Linked DNA regions of Gossypium hirsutum: region 2 is linked to region 1. The links are chromatin contacts, called in public Hi-C maps. All regions are on one chromosome and are shown on one strand. Each heading gives the region's core, a stretch centred on a gene start, on an enhancer-like site or on the middle of the called end of the contact. The rest is flanking DNA. Distances are from core to core; before and after follow the strand shown.

Evidence for each region. A called contact is a pair of places that touch in the nucleus more often than the background predicts.
Region 2: a contact with region 1 is called in a Hi-C map of leaf, with 5 times the contacts expected there. The contact joins the promoter of LOC107957008 here to the promoter of LOC107957043 in region 1. A contact is called at or near these places in 2 of 34 Hi-C or Micro-C datasets (both in leaf).

The regions. Positions count from the first base shown.
Region 1 is chrA05:84,371,322-84,375,869 of Gossypium_hirsutum_v2.1, forward strand. LOC107957043 (mitochondrial import receptor subunit TOM20) reads right to left here and starts at 3,077. Exons shown (of 6, transcript XM_016892476.2): 1 at 2,772-3,077; 2 at 2,608-2,686; 3 at 2,317-2,486; 4 at 2,169-2,216; 5 at 1,671-1,766; 6 at 125-468. The coding sequence starts at 2,867. The coding sequence ends at 328.
Region 2 is chrA05:84,978,088-84,982,816 of Gossypium_hirsutum_v2.1, forward strand. It overlaps LOC107957008 (phosducin-like protein 3), which reads right to left and starts at 2,472. Exons shown (of 4, transcript XM_016892436.2): 1 at 2,053-2,472; 2 at 1,563-1,706; 3 at 774-979; 4 at 293-598. The coding sequence starts at 2,294. The coding sequence ends at 444. LOC107957009 (a long non-coding RNA gene) reads right to left here. Exons shown (of 10, transcript XR_005926775.1): 8 at 4,622-4,729; 9 at 4,063-4,198; 10 at 3,392-3,931. It overlaps LOC107957007 (ankyrin-3), which reads left to right. Exons shown (of 4, transcript XM_016892435.2): 4 at 1-365. The coding sequence ends at 123.

The DNA of each region.
Region 1 (4,548 bases), core at 1,827-4,326:
GAAGCTCCAATTCTTTATAATAATGCTGGTCAAAGAAGGTAATCAATAGTAGTCAAATGATTTTTTCCAGTTAATAAACCAATTGTACTTTAAATGGCTAGTTTTGAATCAGTAGCCAAAGGCAGACGAGATAAATTTCTAAGCTTTGAAGGAAAGAAAATAATTGTTTCATACAGAAATCTTTATCAGATTGGATCATTGATATGAAAGTACTAAGGTCAAAAAAATAAGTACTCATAACATACAGTTCTCAAATTTCCTTCAAATGTCTCGACTCAAAAGGATGAAGGCTGTCTGAATCACTCGGGAGAATGTTGATGTGGTCGCTTATAGCGGGGGTGGTGGCGGTGGGGAGGGTGGCATTTGTGATTTTGCAAACCCAACCCATGCAACAATGCCAACAGCAAGGATTATCCATCCACATATGTCATATTTGAGATCACTGCTGGTCTTATTCTTTGTAGCAGTCTGCAAGATGGTAGACAGAATTCGTAAGAAAAACAAAAGCAGATGCAAAAAGGGTCATCAGAAAAGAGCATGCCCTCAACAGAACACCAATATACAAGATAAGCACTTCAAATGAAACAAACTTGAAATAGTTTTAAACAATCACACCTACAAACTGGGACCTGGGAGTGAATAAAATAGCCAGGATACTATTCCCAGCACAATAATCCTCTTATTCGGCGCAAAAAGAATTTCACAGGAAATGGAGAAAATCCACTAGTTCAGATCAGAATCCCACGAGTGAGTTACATGAACCCTTTATCTCCATCACACTGGATTGATGTTTATACTATGATGTAGACTCCTTTCAACAATATGTGCAACTGTATGTCAGATCTTTTGCATGCTTTATCCCTCTCCATTCTACATTGCTTCCATTAAAACAAAATGACGCCGGCATACAAAAGATCCAACATCTACATCATACATGATTCAATCACCAAAAGCATTCTCCTAAATTACACCCTGCTACAGCTGCTTTCCTCATTTCAGTCATGCTATGTTTCTAACTGCCTGATGCATATTGACATAAAGCATTGTTGGTCCTTTGCCACAGTATAAATTTCTCTTGTGATTAGATGTCACACATTTCTCCAAAGCAATTTCATCTCATCCTACTCTAATCTTAAAGATTAATTGATTACCACTCTGCATCAGCTCTCCTTCACCAATCAAACCTAATGTCGAAAAATAACCTCTCATGCACAATTTCTCACACTCAGATCTCTAAAGAAATATAAATAATAACCATCAAACTAAGCTACATATCTCTCAAAGCAATAATTCTATAATAAAAGACAGAAACCATAGGCCAGAACCCGCTCTAAGGGGCTTGGGCATGCACTTGAATATGATGCATGTTATACATAAAAGAGTAAATCCCTTAAATTAACCATAATATGACTGCAATCCATAGAACGTTCTGACTTCTTCCTCAGAAAATATAGAAGATATCAAATGTAAATCAACAGAAAACAAAGACTAAAGACCAACTAACTAACCTTGATCTTTTAAAACGCATATGTAAATAGTGCAAAATAATCAATCTATTAAGCAGCACATTACAACACAAGCCACATAGAGATTATAGGAGAAAAAGAAGGGGAAGGGAAAGTGCAGATATGAAGAAGGGAAACATAAAGGGAAAAAACTAAGAAGATTGCCTTTGTTGAATTGGAGGAAGTAGAAGTAGAAGGTCCAGCCCCAAGCGTCTGTTGACCTAAACCATGCTTAATGATTTCCTGGTGTAATTCTGGAGCCTGAGGAAAAAGAAAAGGATGCTTTTAATACAGAAACAATTAAATGCACTCGAGTGAAATAAAAGTAAGGAGGACCACAAAGAACAAACTGCATACGGCTCATTTTGAACTTTGAACTTGATACCTCCCCTCACAGGCTTTAAGCGCAAAATTTCTAATCAATTGACCGTTTACAAACTAATCAACAGTTAACATTTCCTAATATATGTATCACTACAAATCCATCTAAGAAGTAATGAAATATAATACATTCCTCCCATCAATATTAAACAAGGTCCACGCCACATTTTCACAACAAAATACAATAAGTTGTAGTAGCTATTAAAAGATATATATCACAAGAAACACGGAGCATTACCCAAGATTCATTAACCCAATATAAAGAAAAGAGAGAGGAAATACCTTGGCAGATATTTCTAAAGACTTAAGGTAAATGTCATTGCTCGGGTCCTACATATATGCATCACAAAGCAAACATGTCAAGAAAGTATATACATAGTCAGAATCAAAACTATGGCGACCAACATTTACTAAATGAAAATTAAATTACCTCATCGACTGCTTGCTGGAAATATTGAGCAGCCTTTTCGAAATAAGGCCTTGCCTCGTCCTCCTTGTTAGTCAGAAACGCAAAAGAAGTCTGAGCATTTCCCAAGCACCATAAAGCATCATGCTTTCTAGGGTTAATAGATAAAGCCTCCTCTAGTTTCGAAATAGCATCTATTTAAAGAAGAAAAAAATTCATATCTAATCTAAATTAGTTGCTTTACCAATTACAATAAATTTCAATAGCCAATAAAACAAATTATTGGATTCAAAAAATATATATATATTAAAGAACCTTGAATCATTTTCTGAGAATCTGGAACGCTTTGAAACTGAGACAACTCCAGTAAAGCTCCGGCCCATCTGGTCAAATTCTGCCAAGAAAACAAGATTTTAAACAATAGCCAAAAAATCATTTTAATTAGAAAAAGAAAAGATCGAAGGAAGCAGAAAGCGAACATCGGCATCGAGAGGATTGGAAGCGTAAGTAGCCTCGGAAATTTTACGAGCTTGCTCGAAAAAGAGCAACCTATCGAGATCGTTGGACATTTCCATGGCTTTGGTTTCCGGTTAAATCTTTAGTATGAATTATCTGTACGGACAAATGTTAGAGCGTATCCAAATCAAGACTCCGTGTCTTTGGAAGGAGCCCTAAAGACTTTGACAGAGTGAATCTTTCTTTACTTCAGCATCTGCAATATTCTTATTTTATTTTCCTCCTTTAAAATTGGGCTCTTTGAGAATGGGCTTCTTGTTCTAAATGAAACCTTTGCTACAATACAACCACCGTTAGTATTTATTTGGATCTTTATTACACCTAATATTTCTTTTTGCTTCAGTGCACTTAAACTCACGTCTTTTTGCATTAGTAATAATATCTATACCAATCGAATTAAGACTCAATCGACGAATCATAAACAATTTTAAATAAGTAGTTTTCGCGTTTGGAGTTAAATGACATTTTTAACCTTTTTTTTTAAGAATTTAACTTTAACTTATGATCCATTCTGTATTTTATGTAATATTTATTTTCGGTATACAATTGTTTTTCTATTGAAATTTATTTCAAGTATATAATATTATATATTTAAATTTTAAATGATTATATTTTAATATGTAAAATATAGTTTATATATTCAAATTGAATTTTAAAATATTTAAATTTATATTTCATATATCAAAATATTAATAAATGAGTTACAATAAATTATTTTTTATATCCTTATTAAAGTATCATAATATTAACAAATTTATACATTATTTAATGCATATTTTTACTTTACAATATCATGTCTGAAATAGATATTTTATTTTTCAAAAATATTTTTTGACAGTAATACTAAACACTTTAATTTTAAGCCAAATTTTTTAAAAACATTTTTTCATATCACTTTTCAAAACCATTTTTCAAAAGTAATGAAAAATAACCCTAAATCTTTCCCCTTGAAAGTTTAGTTGTAAAGCAAGTGTCTCGCTTGAATTTACTCACAAAAATGTACTCAAAACACAAGTTCCTAAATTGAACAAAGATAAGTGCTCTTAGTTATGTTCTACCTAGAACAAGCCATTCATATATTAGAGTTTTAACTTCCTAAGATTAAGGTGGTCAATTTCATTCCAGTATCAACCGAAATGCTTTGTTTCGACAATAAACCAGTGTTAGGTTTGTAAAATAAGTCTAAAAATAAAACTTAATAAACCAGGATATATCATGTCAAATCATCAAGAATAAATCAAGAACAAAACTAGATGCAAAAGCGTACCTAAATCCTTGAATTCCTTGAAATTTTTTCGGATCTTGGGGATTTGATCTTCCAAATTACCACACAAAAAATTCAGAGAATATTTGCTCTCTCTTTTCTAAGGATGAGATATTAGAAAAGATATATTGTTGTGTAATTTAGGGACCATAATCCTAATATGTATAACCTTGGCATATTAGTTCTAATTCCTAATTAACCCATCATTAATTAGAATTTGATTAGAACTCAATTACTAGAGTATCTACACATATTTGACCCATACTTTATTTAATAATTCAAGCCTGATAAAACTTTAATCAAATTAGATCACTTTTATTCGAGCTAACCTATCATGATAGTAAATAATAACATGTAATTATCCTTATTATATATGTGATGTCCATATTTTCCAACAATCCCCCACTTGGAGCACATATATATACTAATTACTCTATAATTACATGTCATTATATAACCTTATGAGCTCAAAATTT
Region 2 (4,729 bases), core at 1,222-3,721, 610 kb after region 1:
ACCACTAAGAACAAAGAGGTCCATTTTATGTGCGAAGGTGGGTTAGAAATGGCAGAGCTATGGGTGCGAGGAATTAAGCTTGTAACAAGGGAGGCTATATTCGGCAAACAACCAGAAAGATAGATAAATAGAGATGAACTAGAGAGAATTGATAGAATTGTATTTGTATAGATGCTTGTAGAGCTTTACTTCTTTGTCTTGACGTAGTTTGAACGCTTGATACTGGGTTGCAAAGTCAATGCCCTGCCTGATTTACGGTATCGGTTTTCAATGCGAAATTGAGAATTGGAGCTAAGAATTGCATCCCAATTTGTTGGAAACATGATAAAGATGTTATAACAAATACAATACCATTTGTTCCTGAAGCAGCAAAGAAGCCACTCTCTGTCAATGGTAATCATTCTTTTACCAATCAAAAGAAATAAAATCAACTGACCAAACATTCAATCACTTGAAGACCCGTCATCATCATGATCTTCATGCTCCGTAACAACTTTCTCTATGAACCTCTTTCGAACTCCTTCGAGAACAGATGCATTGCTCCCACTTTGACCATCATTCAGTACAGGATCTGATTGACAAAGAACTAAGGCCACACCTATATCACATACAAATGAGGAACAAAATTATGTTGAAATCGGATTGAGATATGGAATTTCAATTAAAATGGCTGAAAAGCAAAAGAAAGACGAAGAAATGTGCAAAACAAGGATCGAAGAGCAGTAAACATAATTTATTTAAAAAACAAGTGATTTCCTTCACATATAGCAAACCTTCAGGCGTGCATCTGCGGCCAAAACTATGCAAGCCTACATAATTTGCTTTCACCGCTCCGTTGTTATACACCAAGAGTGTGGGAAGATTACGATCTGGGTAGTTAGGAATGCAATCTGTAGATATTATCTTGACAAACTTTGTTGCAGGGTATTTAACTGCCAATTCTTCCAAACACTGCAAGAGCAGCCCACACTCTGGAAATCTATAAGAGATGTCGGTAAAGAAGAAAATCAGTCAATGCAAGGAACCTGTCAACTCTCTTAAACTTAACAGCATGGCATTAACACCAATTTTATATGAGCATGAGCATCCATACATTTCATGGTTCCAAGTCTCAGTTTTCATTCTAAGTTTATTGAATTTTGAAGATAACTATAGAATATAGAGCAAAGACAAGGGAAATGTGCAACATCGATGCAAAAGTTATGGAAGAAAGATCATTTATAAATTTCATGGTTCACAAGTCGTGGATTTATTCGCATTTATAAACCAGTACACAGTTCCTATTGAATTTCATTGACATCCATATAATATCGAGCAAAGAAAAGGGGAATGACTTGGTTAGAATGACCAACACTTGAAGATGCAGAAAGCACCAAACATTGCACTAAGCAAATAAAGCCCATCAATAACGGAAAACCGGAACAAGAAGAGGAATAATATATTATGATGAGCATAAAGATTCTATGATGCCTATTTCGATGCATACAAAGAAACATAATTGTTACAATTTTAATAACTAATGTTAGCATAAAAAGAGATCCAACTGTTTCAAATGTTAATACCCTTCTTTGTAGAGAATGACAACAACCCAGACATCCTGAGGAGCTTGCGAAACCTCCCGTACAAAATCGGATCCGGAAATTGGCATAACCGATCCATACTTTGAAATCTTAACAGCTTTCCTCATCTCAGCCAGCCTCTTCTTTCTATCAAAACAACACCATTTTGTCAATTGAACTTCAGAAACATAGATATCAATGAAAACCCAGATTCCAATGAATTCAATCACTAGGAAAAAGTTCAATCAATCATAAATCTGTTACAAAATTAATAATCAACCTGGTATCATCTTTTAAGTTAAATAAAAACTAACTCTTTATTTTTCATCCATTTTACAAGCTATAGAATATGAAAACTATCCTTTCAACTGATATATTTAAAAAGTTTATCTAAATGAACGAAAGCATCTATTAATTCAATTAAAAAGAATCAATAAAGTCTTAATCCTCGAAATTAAATCTGAACAAAAAAAAAAGAGTTAAAAGAGTAAACCTGTATTCTTCAAGGAATCTATCATCATCGACATCATCTTCGATTTCTTCAAGCTCTTCTTCAGTCTTTTCATCGATCCAAGACTTGTCCTTAGGGACGGAATCCGGGTCAGGTGCGGGTTCAAAAGGGTCAGGCTTGAAAGCTGGTGGCTTTGGGGGTAAATTCCCAAGCTTTCTTTGAATATCATCCCATTGAGTGGAAGCTCCTTCGACGTCTTTGTAAACGAAATGGTAATCCGCCATTGTTTTACAGCAATCGGAGCTTCCTCTTTGGATCTCTGCCTCTAGTACGAACACAAAGGAAAGAAGAAAAATTGAAAAGGAGAACAACGATCGAGAGGTTGCTAATAGATCAAGTCAGGCCTAAGTAGGAAGGCCCGGTAATAAACCATAAGGCCGAAATTATGTTTTTGATGAATTTAGTCCCTCTTCTATTAAAAAGATTCAAATAAGTCGAAAGTATAATAGAATTAACATTTACAGCATACAAATATCTCTAAAATTTTCAAGTTCTGTTCAATTAAAAAGAAGTTCATTTACCATAAAATTTTTATAAATATTAAATTTATTTCAATTTAACTTTATTTGATTTTTTTTAATAGTATAGAGATCAATTTGATTCATGTAATAGTAGAGGGATTAATTTGACTATAGGGACCTCTTACATACATTCATCTTTGAATTTTATAAAATATTTTTCAATTTTTTTGAATTTTTTAAATAAAAAATTACTTATGACAAAATGATAATGAGATTGTTAAAATATAAAATTAATTAGGATAAATTACATTATCTTATTTTATTAACGTGGTGGGAACTTAAGATTTTAATGTTAGATTACTTGAAAATATACTACTAGATTGCCTTTATTATAATATTTTTTCCATGTATAAGTAAAATAACTGAAATAATTTTAGACATTATTAGCATGCAAAATATTTGTGATAAATTTCTGAATTTTATAATAAGATTAATAAAATAGCATATATCTTTTAAAATATATTTATTTTTTCTAAAAAAATCAATTGCATTTATGAATATTTAAAAATATATATAATAAATATGCATATTCTCAATTCAAATGTAAAGTCATGAATAAAGTTTTGTATAATTAAAGCAGATCAAATTTAAATATATAAATATTAATATAATTAAAGCCAATCTATTTTATTTAATTAAATAAAACTTATAAAAAGAAATAGTAAAATTGTGATAAAATTAATATTACTTTGAGAATCTTACATTATCTAACTGTGGTTGTAAGATTACTTCTATAGTACCAAATTTTAGCATTGTTTAGAATGTTAAATTCCTATGTTGAGTAATATTTATGTTGAGTAATTTTGTCTCATATCTTATTAATAAGAATATTCGAATATTTATACATACTATTACTGTTCATGACATGATCTTACTGTTTATGACCTAACCCCACTATTCTTAGGACCGACCCTCTGAGCGGACCTTGGGCATGCTGGACATGTGTTCCATTCTGGGTCGCCGGCTAGAGCATGCAATTTTCATCCTACGAGCTCCTTGGTAACATGCGAACAAAGACCGTAAGCCCCATTGCTATTCTTTCGTTGTTCGCCTCAAATTAATCCATCTGGTGGGTTGCTGATAGGTGACCCGGATCTTAACTGGAATTCGGGTCGGTGATTACTAATGTATAACAATCTAATCCCCCAGTGGGCCTCAGGAGGGTTACAAAGTGACGCTTATTAGATGTATTACATCAAGTTTAAATGCAGCTTGTTGGGTATGCTACGAGCTGTGATGCGCAACGCATGTTCTGCCGCATGTACGAATAAGTTTTGTCTACTTGCATCTGACCGTTGGCATTTGAACCGTTTCCGTTTGCTTGCATCTGAATCATTGATCTTTCATGATCATGTAAAACGTCAAAATGTGGGAAGAGAAACCCCTTCTAAAAAGGGGATCTACAGAGCCTTAAGCCCCTCACTTCTAGTATTTTCAACAATCAGATTCAAGGTAACTTCGGAGAACTTACTTTTGCTTCGTAAATTTTCATTTTCTTCTTTTACTCAAATCATGATGAGAATGAGGGGAATCGGTAACCGAATAATCCAAAGCCATCTACAGCGAGAACGATCACCTAAGGTTTTGGTGACAGTTAACTTCTATACCTGCATTACGAAAATGGAGGAAATGCAGTGAGTTTTGGTCATACGAGGGATAAAGATTCCCCACTCCGCATATGAATTTTCCATTCCAGAGGGTCCCTACAGGCTAAGTGTAACCATCGAGGATAACTTCCTACTCCCCTTCACGCACTCAAGGCTGGGTTCTATCTGTCGTTGCACCCTTTCTTCTACAGCCTGCTCAGGGACTACAAAATTGCCCCTGGTCAACTTTTGGGTTTCTCCTAGTGGAATGTGGTAGCATACTTCATTGATTGCTGCTAGCACAACGAGGTTCCCCTGCTCGCTATTTTCAAGCAGCTGTACCAATTAAAAAGCTACAGCCGGGAGAACCCATCGGTGTTTTACTACTTTTCTCTACGCAAAAAGGTATAGACCATTATTTCAAATCTGTGTTGCAATATTCACCTGAATCGAGGGAAGTATATACGAGTCCAAAGTAAACTTGGTGATGGTTTTGATTTCCAACTGAGTGGTCTTCACTGAGCTGAGACATGTACTCATTTCAGCGATCCC